2 separate regions of the Sus scrofa genome follow, and region 1 is linked to region 2. The links are chromatin contacts, called in public promoter capture Hi-C maps. All regions are on one chromosome and are shown on one strand. Each heading gives the region's core, a stretch centred on a gene start, on an enhancer-like site or on the middle of the called end of the contact. The rest is flanking DNA. Distances are from core to core; before and after follow the strand shown. Region 1 holds the start of SSBP4 (single-stranded DNA-binding protein 4). Region 2 holds the start of DDX49 (probable ATP-dependent RNA helicase DDX49).

Evidence for each region. Promoter capture Hi-C pulls out the DNA fragments that hold promoters and counts their contacts.
Region 1: a promoter capture Hi-C map of fetal liver shows a contact between it and region 2, with 4 times the contacts expected there. The contact joins the promoter of SSBP4 here to the promoter of DDX49 in region 2. A contact is called at or near these places in 1 of 5 promoter capture datasets (fetal liver), 1 of 47 Hi-C or Micro-C datasets (liver) and 1 of 2 datasets of contacts at active chromatin or transcription factors (alveolar macrophages).

Annotation. Positions count from the first base shown.
Region 1 is chr2:59,382,172-59,389,451 of Sscrofa11.1, reverse strand. SSBP4 (single-stranded DNA-binding protein 4) reads left to right here and starts at 4,915. Exons shown (of 17, transcript XM_021083516.1): 1 at 4,915-5,258. The coding sequence starts at 5,200.
Region 2 is chr2:58,926,441-58,933,946 of Sscrofa11.1, reverse strand. It overlaps DDX49 (probable ATP-dependent RNA helicase DDX49), which reads left to right and starts at 3,237. Exons shown (of 13, transcript XM_003123539.4): 1 at 3,237-3,402; 2 at 4,265-4,388; 3 at 4,975-5,060; 4 at 5,149-5,270; 5 at 6,115-6,302; 6 at 6,445-6,585. The coding sequence starts at 3,288. COPE (coatomer subunit epsilon) reads right to left here and starts at 3,018. Exons shown (of 10, transcript XM_003123536.4): 1 at 2,809-3,018. The coding sequence starts at 2,934.

The DNA.
Region 1 (7,280 bases), core at 3,666-6,165, 450 kb before region 2:
TTTGCTTTGGCCGCACCCTTGGCATGTGTAAGTCCCAGGGCCAGGGATGGAGCCCATGCTGCTCTGTAACCCCAGCCACGGCAGTGACAACACAGGATCCTTAATGCACTGAGCCACCAGGGAACTCCATCAGAGCCCCAGTTTTATTTGCAGACCTTTCTCTGTGGCTGTTATAGGCTTCCCCCTCCCCATTCTTCCTTCCTGGGCTCTTGATGTTTCCACACAATGCTTCCAATTTCCCAGAGGGAGTATCCCAGGCCCAAACTGGGGGCTGGGGGCACTCTAGTGGGTGGGATGCCCCCACCAGTGGGCATATCTCCGTCAGGGTTTCTCTGAGCCTCGTTTCCCAACTCTAACATGGAGAGGAAAAAAATGCTGCCTCTCTCATGAGGTTGCTGGGAGGGTTTTAAGGGATGATCAGTGCTGGGTGCACCAATTCCTACTGATTAGTTTGATTCTGGAGTTCAAAGGCAGGGCGGAGGAGCGGGGATCTTCATTTGTGGGCTGTGGACCCACAGATGGTTTTGGAAGTAGGGCAGTGTACTGGCTCAGGTTGAGCTTTGTGGAGTATGAACAGGATGGGGTGGGGGTTGGGGAGGGAGCTGCGGGATCGACTGAGGCTCCTCCGCCCCGTCCTCCAGGGTCCTTTCTCCCACCTGGAGTTCCTCACGAATCTGAGAGCCGGGGGCTGAGGTTCAGTAGGCTCCCGCTCAAGGCCACACGGCCAGGGTTCAAATGTAGGTCCAGATCCTCCATCTGAGAAGTTCTGCCTTCAGGTGATCGGTCTTGGGGTATAATCCCCATTTCGCAAACCAACACTACAAAGGGTTGCCGGCTCTCCAAGGAGTCCAGCGGGTCTCAAAGACCCTTCGCCTGGTGCCCGTGCCCCTCCCCTCCCAGGGAGCTGGCTCCCCGACCAGGTCTAGGCTGGAACCTCCAACCGCACCCCAGCCTGCCCCGGTGCTCACCAGCTGCTGTGGTTTCTTCCCTCCCGGCCGTTGTTTGGGTTTTAATTTTGTGTTGCAGTTAGAAAATTACCCCTAATTACAGCTTCTGAGAGGAAACGTCTGATGGCTCAGACCCTGCTCCCAGCTGTGGCCGCCACCCACGCACGGCTGGGGAAGGGCTGCTGGGGTCTGCAGGCGGAATCCTGGCTGCTTCCCAAATCCCCCCTCCCCCATTAATGGGCAGCTCCCACCTCCTGTGGAGAGGAAGAACCTTCATCAGGAAAACCCAAACCAGCCTTCCCAAAGACTTCCCAACATACTCATGGACCCCACCCCCACCCCCACCCCCGCTGTTTCTGCGGGGAAGGCAGATCCATGGGGAGGAGGGAGGCTTCTGACAGAGAACCTGAGGCATTATTTTATCAAAATAGTGATAAGTCCAACCAAGGCTAGTGCAGAACCAGTAATCTGGAGGAGGTGGCCAGGGAAGGCGAAGAGGGAGGGAGAGGTGAAAGATGGAGAAGGAGAAGTGGGGGAGGAGGGAAAGGAGGAGGAAGAGAAGGAGGGTGGGGGAGAAGGAACGCTGCGGCCAAAGGCCGAAGGAGGAACCAGAATAGTCCAGGCCTGGAGCCGGAGAAAGAGCGCTCCAGGCAGCAGGAACAGCCAGTGCAAAGGCTGGGAGGTGGGCCTATGAAGAGTGCCTCTGAATAATGGAAGGGCTGGAAGGAGTAAATGAGGGGAGGGTTGGCTCCTCCTCCAGGCGGTCCCCCTGCGCTACAAGCAGACCCGGCTTCGGGTTCCTCCAGGCACCGACTCCGACCGCTTAGGGCTGAGGTTTGCGAGCATGGGTGGTTCTTAGAGGCAGAGACCCAGCTCAGGGCTGCAGTCCCCGCGTGGCCACAGGGGGGCGACCGGGAGCCAGCAAAAAGGTTGCAGGTCTGGGGTCCAACTTTCACCCTTAGCGCTCCTCGCTTACCGTTCCCCGCTCACTTTGGCTCCTAAATCAATTCCTGGGCCAGGACCCCTGCCTACCTGGGCCAACCTCCCTGCCTCCTCCATGCCATCCCGATCCACCCGGCAGCCCCCATGAAGCTTCTTAAAATCTTGATGCAGATCCCGTCCCTCGCGGCTAACACACCTTCCGATGGCTCCCTTTTCCTTTTAGAACAAATCCCGACCGGTCTCCGCCAGGAGTGCTCCGGCCCCTCGGTTCCTCTATCCCCTGCTGCAGCCACACTGCCCTCCTCGCTCTGCCTCAACATTTTAATCTTGTGCCCACCTCAGGGCCTTTGCACTTGCCGCGACAGCAATCTGAGCACTCTCCTTGCAGATCTTTCGGATCCACCCCTCCCCTTATTGAAATTTTTTTCCTTTTCCCCCTCACGTCCCTCCTTTGCAAGGGGGATCGGGGGCGGTGTTTCTATGGGTTCTGTTCTTGCTAGGCGTGAGCCCTGCCTGGGTGGATGTGCCCGCGACTCAGCTTCCCGGTCGCTGCGTGGGGCCCAGAGGTCGCTCTTCTCGGACTTTTCCGCCCTCGCTGAGGCTGTTTTGGAGATCCGCCCCGGTTGCCATGAGAACGGCGCTCTCCGCTCCCGCCAGCCGTGCCTCCCCCTCTGCAACTCGCCGGGCCGCGGGTGCCTCCGCCTCCCAGCCTCCTTTCCTCCCTCCGCCCCAGCGGTTGCCCGGTCCTCTTCACCGGGGTCCCCTCCCTCTGCCCAGCACGTGGCACTCCCTGAAATTAGCCTACTGACTCGCCAGCTTTTGACGTTCGGCCCTCCCTTTGCTTCACAAGCAATAGCAACACGTCCAGACTGGTCCACAGAGCCCGGCACACAGCAGGCACTCAATAAATGTTTGCGCGGAGGATGAAGGCTCACGCCGACTTAAGGAGCGGCGGCTCAGAGATAGCGGGGGGCCCAACCAGGGCACAGAATCCTAGGGAGCCACAGAACATTAGGAGATAAATGGGGAGCGCCTGGATGGGGGCGTCCGTAGTGCCCGGCAGTCACAGCTGTCACCAATACACTGTGTGACCTGGGTGAGTCACACCCTCTGTGTGCCTGGCTGAAGAGCGGTGATGGGCACTGGTGGGCATTACGATGAGGGTGTCCTTGATGTCCACATCCCCTGGCGGCCCCGGGGACATTGGGCAGTCGCCAGCTCGACGCCCGACAGAATCAAGTCTGCCGCGCCCCATTAAAACGCAGAGAGGGCCCCTCCTCCGCGCCGGCCTGGGGCCTAGGAGGCCCGCGGGAGAGGAAGCTGGGGGAGGGGACGACCGGCTGGACAGGAAGTGGGAAGGGCTGGCGTCCCCCCCAACCCCGGCCGGGGCCCCTCAGGATGGAGGCGGGGCTGACGACCGCCTGGCCCTGCCCTTCCCTTCCTCCTCGTCCGTCTGGAACCCCAGCGGTTCAGGACTTCCCGCCCGCCAGAAGCCTTGGGTCGGAGGGAGGCCATTGGGGGCGGTTCTAAGAGGGAAGCATAATGGGGGTCGTAGGGCAGCGGGAAGGGCGTTCCGATCAAGGCTCGCGCGCGCGCGCGCGCGCACACACAAACACACAACATGGGAAATCTGAGCGCACAACCACACAACAGAGGTCCCAGGGAGGCAGCAATCCAACCTAGTGCACAAAATGTGACGTGGCGTCACTTGGCCCCCCAAAACCGCCGCGGACACGCAGCCACCGTCGCAGAGCCAGGGACAGTTGCCCCGCCAGCGACTGGGTACTTGCCAATCCTCCCACACACAGCGATGCACACGTGCACTCACACAGGATCCGCATGTCTACACACACACTGGTTGCACGTAGCAAAAAAAAGAATACCTATGGCAAATATTCCCAGAAGCATCCAGACCTAGAGTCACAGTTGGACCTTGGACCGCCTCTCCTCACCCAGCCCACGCACGCAGCCCACAGGTCCCCTGGCGCACAGGCCTCCACCCCTCCCAAGCACCCCTTGCCCTGCGGGTGTCCTTCCTTGCCTGAGTGTCTGCCTCCACCTTCTCTGAAAATATCCTGGGGGTAGAAGAAGGGTCCCAGGAGAGAGAATGGAATACCCTTTCCCTGCACCCAGGCAAATGGGATTCATGCCATTAACAGCTGGCAACACTGGCAGAGAGGCGGAGCAGGCGGGAGTGACCCAGTCCGTCACCCAGCACCGACTATTGACACGAGGTGTGACAGTAGGGCTGTGCAGAGTGGCTCCCAGCGTGTGGCCTGGGCACCCCAGGAGCTTCTTGTCTGTGTGGTGTCTTTGTGCTGCGAGCATCTCTGTTGTGTGACTGTGCGTTGCGTGTGACTGTGTGACACAGTTATCTGTGGCTCAGTGACAGCCCAGGCCCCTGTGTGGAGCCCTCCAGAGGCTGCAACAGGGTGCCCCAGGGTGACAGCAAGTAGCTGCTTGGGCTCATTCCACAGCTGTTGGAAGATGTGCCATAGCGGTTCCAAATGCGTGTCTATGCAGGTGTGTGCCGAGGTGCGCGTGGTCTGTTTCAGTGTTCTGTAACAGCAACTATTTAAGCTGTGTATACCTGCGTGTCTCTGGGCAGACTGTGTATGGCGGTCCCCACCTGTGCTGCGGGGTGATACATCCAGTGTGACTGCCTGTAGCTTTATAGGTCTATCAGTAGTTATTCCAGTAGTTATGCGGACTTACGTGTGGAGTCTTGTGTCGGAGAATGCTATCGCAATTAAGTGTGGGCTTGTGTTCTTAGGTGTACAATTTGGGTGGCTGGTTCTATTTGGACAATGTGTGTGTAGCCATGATCAGCTGTGTCCCGCTGTGTGCCCCAGAAGTGGTGTCCCCACTCATGCCCTGAGCGTGAGCAGCCCGCGCCCCCTCCCCCCGCGGCGGGCACTGCGCTTGCGCGCCCGGCCCACGGTCCTGGCGGCGGGACCCACCCGCGCTCCTGCCATCGCCCCTTTAAGAGCGGCGCCCGCGAGCGACGGGGAGGCGGCGGGCGGGGGCGCGCGCGGCGGGAGGAGGGGGCGCGCGCTTCCCGGAACAGCCCGCGCTGAGGGAAGAGAGGAAGAAAATAAAACCCGTGGTCAGAGCCAAAGCTGGAGCTGCCGCCGCCGCTGCCGTCTCGGCCGTTTGGAGCTCCCCCGCGCGGACGATGCCCGCGATGCCCGCGCGGGGCTCGGGGTGGTGAGGCCCGGGACGCGGGGTAGCTATGGCGACCGGGAGCGCGGCCCGCGGCGCCGCCTGACAGGTGTGGGGCCCCAGCGCGGCGGCGGCGGCACGGAGCAGGATGTACGCCAAGGGGGGCAAGGGCTCGGCCGTGCCCTCCGACAGCCAGGCACGCGAGAAGTGAGTCAGTGGGCCGGGACCTCGGGAGCCGGGGGCGGGGCTCAGTGGCCGCGCCGCTTCCGTGGGCCCCACCGCCAGCGGGCACTGCGTTGGGCACTGCGTTGGGCACGTGGGTGCGGGGTGCAGGGCGTGCGGGGCCAGAGCACGCTCGAAGGGCCGCGAGATTTGAGCGGGTGCGCGAGACCCGAGGGGGCTCAAGGAGGCGCGAGATACGTGGGAGCGCTCAAAACCCAAAGGGTCATGAGGGATTTAAGGGGTCGCGAGATTTGAGGGGACGCGCGAGACTCGAGAGGTTGAAAGAGTAGTAGGGGCGCAGGAGACCCGAGGGGTGCGAGATTTGCGGGGGCGCGCGAGACTCGAGGGTGCGAGATTTGAGGGGGCGCGCGAGATCCTAGAGTGACTAGAGGGTCGCGAGACCTCCCCGACGGTCGAGACTTGGGTGTGCAAGGTTGCATATGTGAGTGCATGGAGTCACAGTTTGTGTAGCTTCCTCCATCCTCCCAGGAAGTTTCCCAGGTAGGGGACACTGCTTACTCTGGTACTTCTGCTCCTTGGGAAAAGCTTGAGAGATGATAGAAGGGCCTGCAAGGCCACCTGTCCAAGCGGGCTTGGGGCGGCTGGATGGGGCCCTGAGGAAGCTGCAAGGCTCACAGTCCTGGGGCCTGCCACTTGTTCTGGGGCTGGGCTGGGCTGTGGGTAGCAGATGCTTTCAGGCTGTTAGAAGGATAGGTAGCTAATTTCCAGACTCTGTGATGAGAGCTTCTTGGGGTGGGGAGGCAGCAGGGCTGCTGTGCTTCCCTTGCCTTCTGACACTGTCTCTTAACCTGTTTTGTGGCTTTGGATGAGGGAGCACCCCCTGCTAGGCTCACTTTCCCTTCCTTATAAATGCAGTGCCATCTCTTAGGTTTGGGGAGCATTTGAAAGGTGCTGGAGCTGCGACTGCCTCACAGTAAGGGCACCCAATGGTTTTGCAGTATTGTTAAAGTGCCAGAGAGAAGGGAAGGCTTGCCATGGCTGATGGCCAATGGTTGATTCACAAGATCCTAGAAGGACTTGAATGTCTGGGTGGTGAGGAAGCCCCTTGGACATGGGCTCTTTCCTGTTCTGCCTTTTCTGCCTGGGCTGACATTGAGGTCACTGCCCCACCCCACTCCTACATACACACATAAGGATGAGTGTCCATTCTCTACCCAGCCTTGGGGTCATTTTGGAGAAGAGCCTTCTGGCCAAAAGATGCTAGGTAGATGAGTACTTTTCTAGGCTTGTCTTGTCGATCTGCACAGTTATGAGGTGGGCTCCATTTCCAGGCACCTTCGAGCAGGAAGGCTTTTTGAAACTGGCACCTGGCTCTTTTGAGGTTGGAAGCAGGGGATGTCTGGATACCCAACTCCTGGGAATCCTGGCACATCTGCAGCCATCCTTTTACCCTGGCTGCTGGGATCTAGGGGCTACCACTCCCTCAGTGGGAATTGTTCACTTGTTCAGACATGTGCTGGGCTGGGTCCTGGGGCATAGTGGTTGGAAAGGCACACCTTGGCCCTGAAGAAGCCCACATCCTAGCTAGGAGGCAAGCGAGTTACTTAGCAAGCTGATGTGAAGATCTTGGGATGTGCTATGAAGAAAGCAAAGTGGGAGGTAGTGAAGTGTGAGGGAGGTGCCAGGTGTGCAGAGACCTGGAGGAAGAGCTGATGGCTGAGGGCACAGCAAGTGCAGAGTCCCTAGGGTGAGGCCAGGCAAAAGAGCTAGGGCTGGTGTCCAGGGGTGGGGTGTGCCGTATGAGCCAGAGAGGCATGTGTTTGAAAGTGCATTCCAGCTCTTTTGTGGACTAGGGCTTATTTGGGGTTGGTGGGGGTAGAGGACCAGGAGACCTGGGAAAGGCAGGCACAGTTAACTGGGAGAGAGCTAATGGTGGCAGCTTAGGTGGTGGTCATGGAGACAGAGTGGAGGAAATGGGTTTGAGCTGGGGTGGTAGGGTTTGGAGTTGCATTTCAGTCCCACTGAACAGTTCAGGAAAGATTTTGG
Region 2 (7,506 bases), core at 1,988-4,487:
CAGAACATGAGTATAACAATGAATCTCACAGAGACCTTACTGAAATGAATGTCACTGTTCCCATGTGACAGGATGGGAAACTGAGGCTTAGAGAGGTGCAGTGAATCAGGCTTGGCTGCAGAGAGAACCTAGAAGAGCCAGAATCCGAGCCCAGGAATGCCTCAATCTTCTTGTGAGCTACATACACTACCCCAGCGTGGAGGCCCATAACCGTGGTGCTAAGCAGAGTGAGACACGCACACATCCCTGTACCCTCTCTCCCCTCGAGACGTCCACGCCAATCCCTGGGACCTGTGAACAGTTGACATTACAAAAGGGATTTCAATGGTGTGATGAACGTTATGAGCCCCAAAATGGGGAGACTATGTTAGGTTACATGGGAACATCCTGTCTAATCACAGATGCTCTTAAAAGCAAAGACCACTTATTTATTTATTTTCTTTTTAGGGCCACACCTGCGGCATACGGAAGGTCCCAGGCTAGGGGCTGAATTGGAGCTGCAGTGACGGCCTACACCACAACCACAGCAATGCTGGATCCAAGCAGCATCTGCAACCTATGCTGCAGTTTGTGGCAATGCCAGATCCTTAATCCACTGAGCCAAGCCAGGGGCTGAACGTGCGTCCTCATGGAGACTATGTCAGGTTCTTAACCTGCGGAGCCACAACGGGAGCTCCAAGCAGAAGACTTTTAGACTAAAGGGATGAAGGAGAGGGGGAAATCTGAGAGACTCCAAGCATGAGAACCTTATGGCTGGTTCTGAGATGGAAGGGTGATGTGCGAGCTTGAGGACTAGAGAGAAGCCTCTAGGAGCTAAGAGTGGCCCCTGGTCAAGAGGCAGCAACTGGAACAAGTTAGGAAGGTGATTCCTCCCCAGAACCTCCAGAAAAGATGTAGCCAGACCAATACTTTGATGTTAGCCTGGCGAGAACCTTGCTGAACTTCTGACCTACAGAAGCTGTGAGATAATAAATGTGTGCTCTTTTAAGCCATTGTTTGTGCTAATTTGTCACAGCGGCAATGGAAAGCGAACATGATTGTACACACGTTATTTCAGCAAATCCTAACCTTCCTGAAATCTGTTTGGAGTTCTACCCCCATTACATAGATAATGCTCAGGGACATGAGGTTCCCTGCAAATGGCCAGAAGGGAAAACAAGCTTTCTCTACTTCAGAATCCAATTTCCTCCGAAGGCTCTGCGTGCCTCTCTGAAGACATCTGCCACTCCCCTGCTTGGTGCTTCGATGGCCTCCCACAATGGCCTCCAAACATGTTTGGAATAAAACCCAAACCCCTGCTGCTGCCGCCCCCTAAGGCTCTGTCCACCTCATTCTTTGTCTCTCCCGCTGTACTTGCCCCACTTCTGCTATACCAGCCTCCTAGGCCTTGATCACCTGGAACTCACTCCTGCCTCGGCCACCTCTGCAGCAACTTATGGGGTTAGATCCTTCCCCAAGGTTCAGTCTCAGGTTCAAATGACAGAGAGATCTGGCCTGATCTGACCACTCTCATGCAAAGCAGTTCCCACCCCCATCTCTAATTTTTTTTCAATTTTATTTTATAGCTGCGCCACGGCATATGGAAGTTCCTGGGCCAGGGACTGAATCTGAGCCATGGCAGTGACCCAAGCCCCTGCAGCTGGATTCTTAACCCACTGTGCCACAGTGGGAACTCCCCCCACCCCCATTTCTGACTCAGTACTCTCATCTCCTCTCACCCCCATAGGGCTCAAGTTGTAATTAAGCTTTCTCTCTTCAGAACACTAAACCCTGGAGTTCCCATCGTGGCTCAGTGGTTAACGATTCCAACTAGGAACCATGAGGTTGCGGGTTCGATCTCTGGCTTTGTTCAGTGGGTTAGGGATCCAGCGTTGCTGTGAGCTTCGGTGTAGGTCGAAGACGAGGCTTAGATCCCGAGTTGCTGTGGCTGTGGTGTAAGCTGGCGGCTACAGCTCTGATTAGACCCCTAGCTTGGGAACCTCCATATGTCGCAGGTGCAGCCCTTAAAAAAAAAAAAAAAAATTCTCCAATGGCTCACTCTCAAAGTAACTGTAATATCCGTGACCCTTCCCCAAAAGTACTGCCTAAGGTCCTTTCTGCTCCCTCTCCTGTCACCCGCTCACTGCCTGGGCCCTGGACTCTATTTTTCAGCCCTCAAACAGCCAAGCCCCCTCACCACTCCCCATCACACCATCTCCTGACATCTTGTTTATTAACTTGTTAATTCTCTGTCTCCCTTGGGAGCTGAGGTTTCCAAGAGAGCTGGGAGTTTTGTCTATTTTGTACTGCTTTGAGCCCAGCACGAGCACTCTGCCTGGCTTATACAGATACTCCATGAGGAGTGAACGAATGGGCATGTTTGGAGAGAAATAATCTGGTTAATGGGACAGGGTGACATTGCGAAAAGCCTCGGAGTTCTCACCTGGACAATGAGGATAAACAACGTCCCTACTTCACAGGTATTGAGGGTATGGCGGCACAGTGTGGGCGCTGAACCAACAAGAATTACTGTTACTATTATCATTACTATAGCGTAATAACCTCGCCATTGTTATTACCATAGCGGTAAGAAACCCCTCTTTTACTCAAACGCCTCCCAGGCTAAGAGCGCTCAAAGTGAGAAGTATCATAAACTGCTGCTGCTTTGGGTTTTGTCATGGGACAGGGATAATTCCTTATCGCGCTCTAAAGAGGTGTGAGAGGAAAAACGGGACGAGGAAAGAAAGGGTTTTAAAATCAGAGCACGACCCGTGGCCAACAGGAAGCGTATTCCGCCCCCGCCTCCGCCCCTAGCATCCCCTAGCCCACCTTCACCCGCTGAGCCTCGTTGATGCACTGTTGGTAGCTGCCAATGTAGAAGGCATTCTTTACGTCGAACAACTCATCTACTTCCCCGGAGCCGCCGGAGGCCGGGCCGGGTGCCGGTGGCGCCATGTCGCTGTGTTCTTACCCCTTCCTCTTCCTGAGGACACGTCGGCCGGAAGCACAGAGCCACCGCAGAGCCTCCGGGAAATGTAGTTTACTCGGCTCCCTGGAAATGAGCTTAAAGAGGAGTTAAAGGGGCGGGAGACGCACGTGCGTTCACAGGGCATCTCGGGAATTGTAGTTGTATTCGAGTCTGCGGGCTCGGGGAAAACATGGTAAGGATATAATGAGCCTAGGAATGGCAGTAAACTGCAGAGGGTGGAGCCGCGCAAAAGGTAGATCCAATAAACGCGAAGGCTTCCCTGACGTCATCGACAAGCGCCGGAAGCACGGCTCACAGGGGTGCCGGGCTGACTGAGAGGATGGCTGGCTTTGCTGAGCTCGGGCTGTCATCGTGGCTGGTGGAACAATGTCGGCAGCTGGGTTTGAAGCAGCCCACGCCCGTGCAGCTCGGCTGCATCCCCGCCATCCTGGAGGGTGAGTGTACCTAGGCCTCTTCTACAGGAGGTTTCCCCGCTCCTGTCGCCTTACTTTGCCTTCTCGCCCCTTTTGCCCACACCGGTACCGTGGGTCGAGGGGCAGCTTTGGGGCCTCACGGGCGAGCCTGGTTTCTCGGAGTCGACTACTCAGTGTTGGCGTTTAGGCTGTACGATTGACTCGCCGTGTTTCCGCACACAAGTGGTGTAATTTCTGAAGCTCTCATAGATAGCCTCAGAGCGCTGGGATGATTTGATGAGTGACTGGTAGATAACACTGGGAAAATTCGGTAGTTTGTATTACTATCTCCATTTCATAGATGGAAACTGAGGTTGTCGGTATTACCGGTACCGACAACTGGTAAACCTAGGTAAATTTAGGACTCTAGTCTGTAGACTGCTTTTCTCCTCACTCCTCTGGCTTTTTAGGAAGCCTCAGATGGACAAATTGAGAGATTAAATAAAGCTGAAGGCATCATTTGGGAGCATAGGATGCAGATTTTGGAGAACATTCTGGGTTTCCCAAGCTTCTATCCCTGGGAAGGAGTCAAAATGAGGTAGTGATTAGTAGCAGACATCTCAGGTCAGATGCATGTGGGTTCTAGTCCAGCTTGTACTCACTGGCAGTGTGTCCTGGGCAAAGCTTTGAGATCTGTTCTCCCTTCTGTTAAGTGGGAATGGTAATGGCCTCTTCCTCCTAAAATTTGTCAGTTGCTAAAACAGTAAGTTATCAGAATCCTGAAACAGAAAGAGCACACGCCAGTATTGAGCATACAGTAACTGCTTATTAGACCTTAGCTGTTATACACTGGGCCCAGTGGAACATCTGTTATACCTCTGATGCTGCTTTGCCCTCTGTCCAGGTCGGGACTGCCTCGGCTGTGCCAAGACAGGCAGCGGCAAGACAGCAGCGTTTGTCCTGCCCATCTTGCAGAAGCTGTCTGAAGATCCCTATGGTATCTTCTGCCTCGTCCTGACACCCACAAGGTGAGCTTCTGGCCCCCAATAGGCCTCTTGGGGGAGCTAACCAGCTGTGTTCTCTTGGGCAAGCGCACTTTGCATTTGTGCAAAATGGGGACAGAGATTAAGCCCATGTCTTAGGGGTACTGAAGAATTAAACAAGATGATATGTGGAAAGTGCTGAGCATGAGGCTTGATTTAGGGCAAGCAGGAAGATCAGGAAGTAGGGACATGGGCAGAAAAGAGGCCTGGGCGGAGCTGGAGCTGGGGGCAGAGAGGAGGGGACCTGGACACTGACCAGCCCTTGAGGAGGGGGTACTGACACTTGGGTCTCAGGCTTTGAAGACTGTGGTGTCATTGCTGAGGACATGGGAAGAGACAGGGCCAGTTTGAGTGGGACTGGCAGGTGACGAGCCATGAGCTGTTCTGGGACCTGGTTAGAGGGCAGGGGCACAATGAGCCTCCAACACTCAGTATCAGAACCTTTGTGCTAAGGGGACTGGGGGCTGTGGAAGGTGTGTGAACAGGAGAGGGCCAGTCAGGAGGTGGAATAGGAATGAGAGGCAGGCACAAAACCCCTATCTGACCCATCCTGGCCCCTTCACACCCACAGGGAGCTGGCCTACCAGATTGCAGAGCAGTTCCGGGTCCTGGGGAAGCCTCTGGGCTTGAAAGACTGCATCATCGTTGGTGGCATGGGTATGAGAGGCCCAGGGAGGCTCTGGGCATGGAAACCCTGAGGCTTCAGACTATCCTCCCAGCCCCACCTCTTGCCCTCCACCCACAGACATGGTGGCACAGGCCCTGGAGCTGTCCAGAAAACCACACGTGGTCATTGCCACACCAGGGCGCCTTGCTGACCACCTCCGCAGCTCCAACACCTTCAGCATAAAGAAGATCCGCTTCCTGGTGAGTTGGCCTGGGGTACTGATTCATCATTCATTTGTGAAATGCGTGTCTGCAAGCCATCCAGTACCACGTTAGGGATGGTGACAAGGACAGCTCAGGGGAGTGGAAACAAATCCGATTAGGAACCATGAGGTTGTGGGTTCAATCCCTGGCCTCGCTCAGTGGGTTAACGATCCGGCATTGCCATGAGCTGTGGTGTAGGTCGCAGATGTGGTGCGGATCTTGCATTGCTGTGGCTAAGGCGTAGGCCGGCAGCTGTAATTCTGATTAGACGCTTAGCCTGGGAATCTCTGTATGCAGCAGGAGTGGCCCTTAAAAAAAAGGCAAAAAAAAAAAAAAGACAGTTCAGAGACCAACAAGAGGGGGCCTGTACTAGCGAAGATAATCGGGAGCATGGCTTCTCTGAGGGGGTGACATTGGAACTGAGATGGCCTCTAAGACACAGAGGGAGAGTGCTCCAGGACCCACGTCCAAGACCAGGAAAGGAGAGAGTTCCTACTGTGGCTCATCAGTAATGAGCCTAATATCCATAGGGACATGGGTTTGATCCCTGACCTTTCTCAGTGTGTTAAGGATCTGGTGTAGCTGTGAGCTTCAGTGTAGGTAATAGATGTGGCTCAGATCCTAGGTTGCTGTGGCTGTGGCCTAGGCTGGCAGCTGCTGCTCCGATTTGACCCCTACCTGGGAACTTCCATATGCCTCGGGTGTGGCCCTAGGGATGGGTTGGGATGGTGTGATAGATAAAAACAAGAAGGAGGCACGTGGGGGGGGGGGCGCCTGGATGTGTGGGCAGGCCTTGGACAGCGCCCTGACCCCAGATGCCCACCCCGCCCCTGTGCTCCAGGTGATGGATGAGGCCGACCGGCTGTTGGAGCAGGGCTGCACTGACTTCACCGTGGACCTGGAGGCCATCCTGGCAGCCGTGCCGGCCCGCAGGCAAACGCTGCTCTTCAGTGCAACACTGACTGACACGCTGAGGGAGCTGCAGAGCCTTGCCACCAACCAGCCCTTCTTCTGGGAGGCTCAGGCCCCGTGAGTCCACAGCCACATTCCTGGAGGAACAAGGCAGGCAGTGGGGGTGGGGAGGGCTCACATCCAACAGAGATTATTGCCCATGGGTGGGGCGGGGCATTGGCCTCAACAACAGAATGGGAACCGGCCCACCTATCCCCAGGGTGCGTACTGTAGAACAGCTGGACCAGCGCTACCTGCTAGTGCCCGAGAAGGTCAAGGATGCCTACCTGGTCCACCTGATCCAGAACTTCCAGGACGAGCACGAGGACTGGTCCATCATCATCTTCACCAACACGTGCAAGTGAGCACAGGGAGGCCCACCACTCCCGTCCCCCAGACACCCCCCCACACACAGCCCTTCACAGAAGCCTAAGAGCTGGCCCCAGGTTGCAGGTGTGAGGCACACAGCCAATCTTGGCATTCCAGGGCCTTTGCTCAGACTAGCAGTTTTGGGGGATTCGCTCAAGGAGGTTCAGAGAGGTCAAGCAATTTTCTAAGGTCATCCCTTTTGATGGCGGAGTCAGAATTTGGGGTTCCTCAGACCTACCCTTAACTGGAAGGGCCGGGGACCTCAGGCTTTCCCCGGGAGACCCTTGCAGCATCTGGAAAGGCCCTGGAACAGCCTGTCCACATGGTCTCAGGGTGTCTCTGAGTCCCGGCATATCAGCCCCAACACCTGGGCTGTCTTCTGCCCAGGCCCAGGAATTTCAAAATCCTTTGATGTTGGAGTTCCCATTGTGGCTCAGTGGTAACGAACCCAGTGGTGTCCCTGAGGACTTGGGTCTAATCCCTGGCCCTGTTCAGTGGGTTAAAGATCTAGCGTTGCCATGAGCTGTGGCATAGGCCAGCAGCTGCAGCTCCAATTCAGCCCCTAGCCTGGGAATTTCCATATGCCACAAGTGCACCCCCCCTTCCCCCCAAAAAGAATGTCAGAATCCTTTGATGTGTTTGGGGAGATTGTCAAGAAACTGTAGTCCAGTCTGGTATGAGTCAGAGTAGAAGGGCAGCCCACAGTGCACGCAGGAGACTTAACTGGCTGACCGCCCCCCACCAATATATTGGCTACCAAAAAAGTCTGGATGTAGGGCCCACGCTTCTTGGCTTAGGTCAGGGGAAGGGAGGACACTGCACCCCTGCTACTCCTTCCCCAGCTATGCGGGACCACCTGCTTAGGGTATTGGGGGTGGGAGGGACAGTGCCTTCCCAGGACCCTGGCACTGGA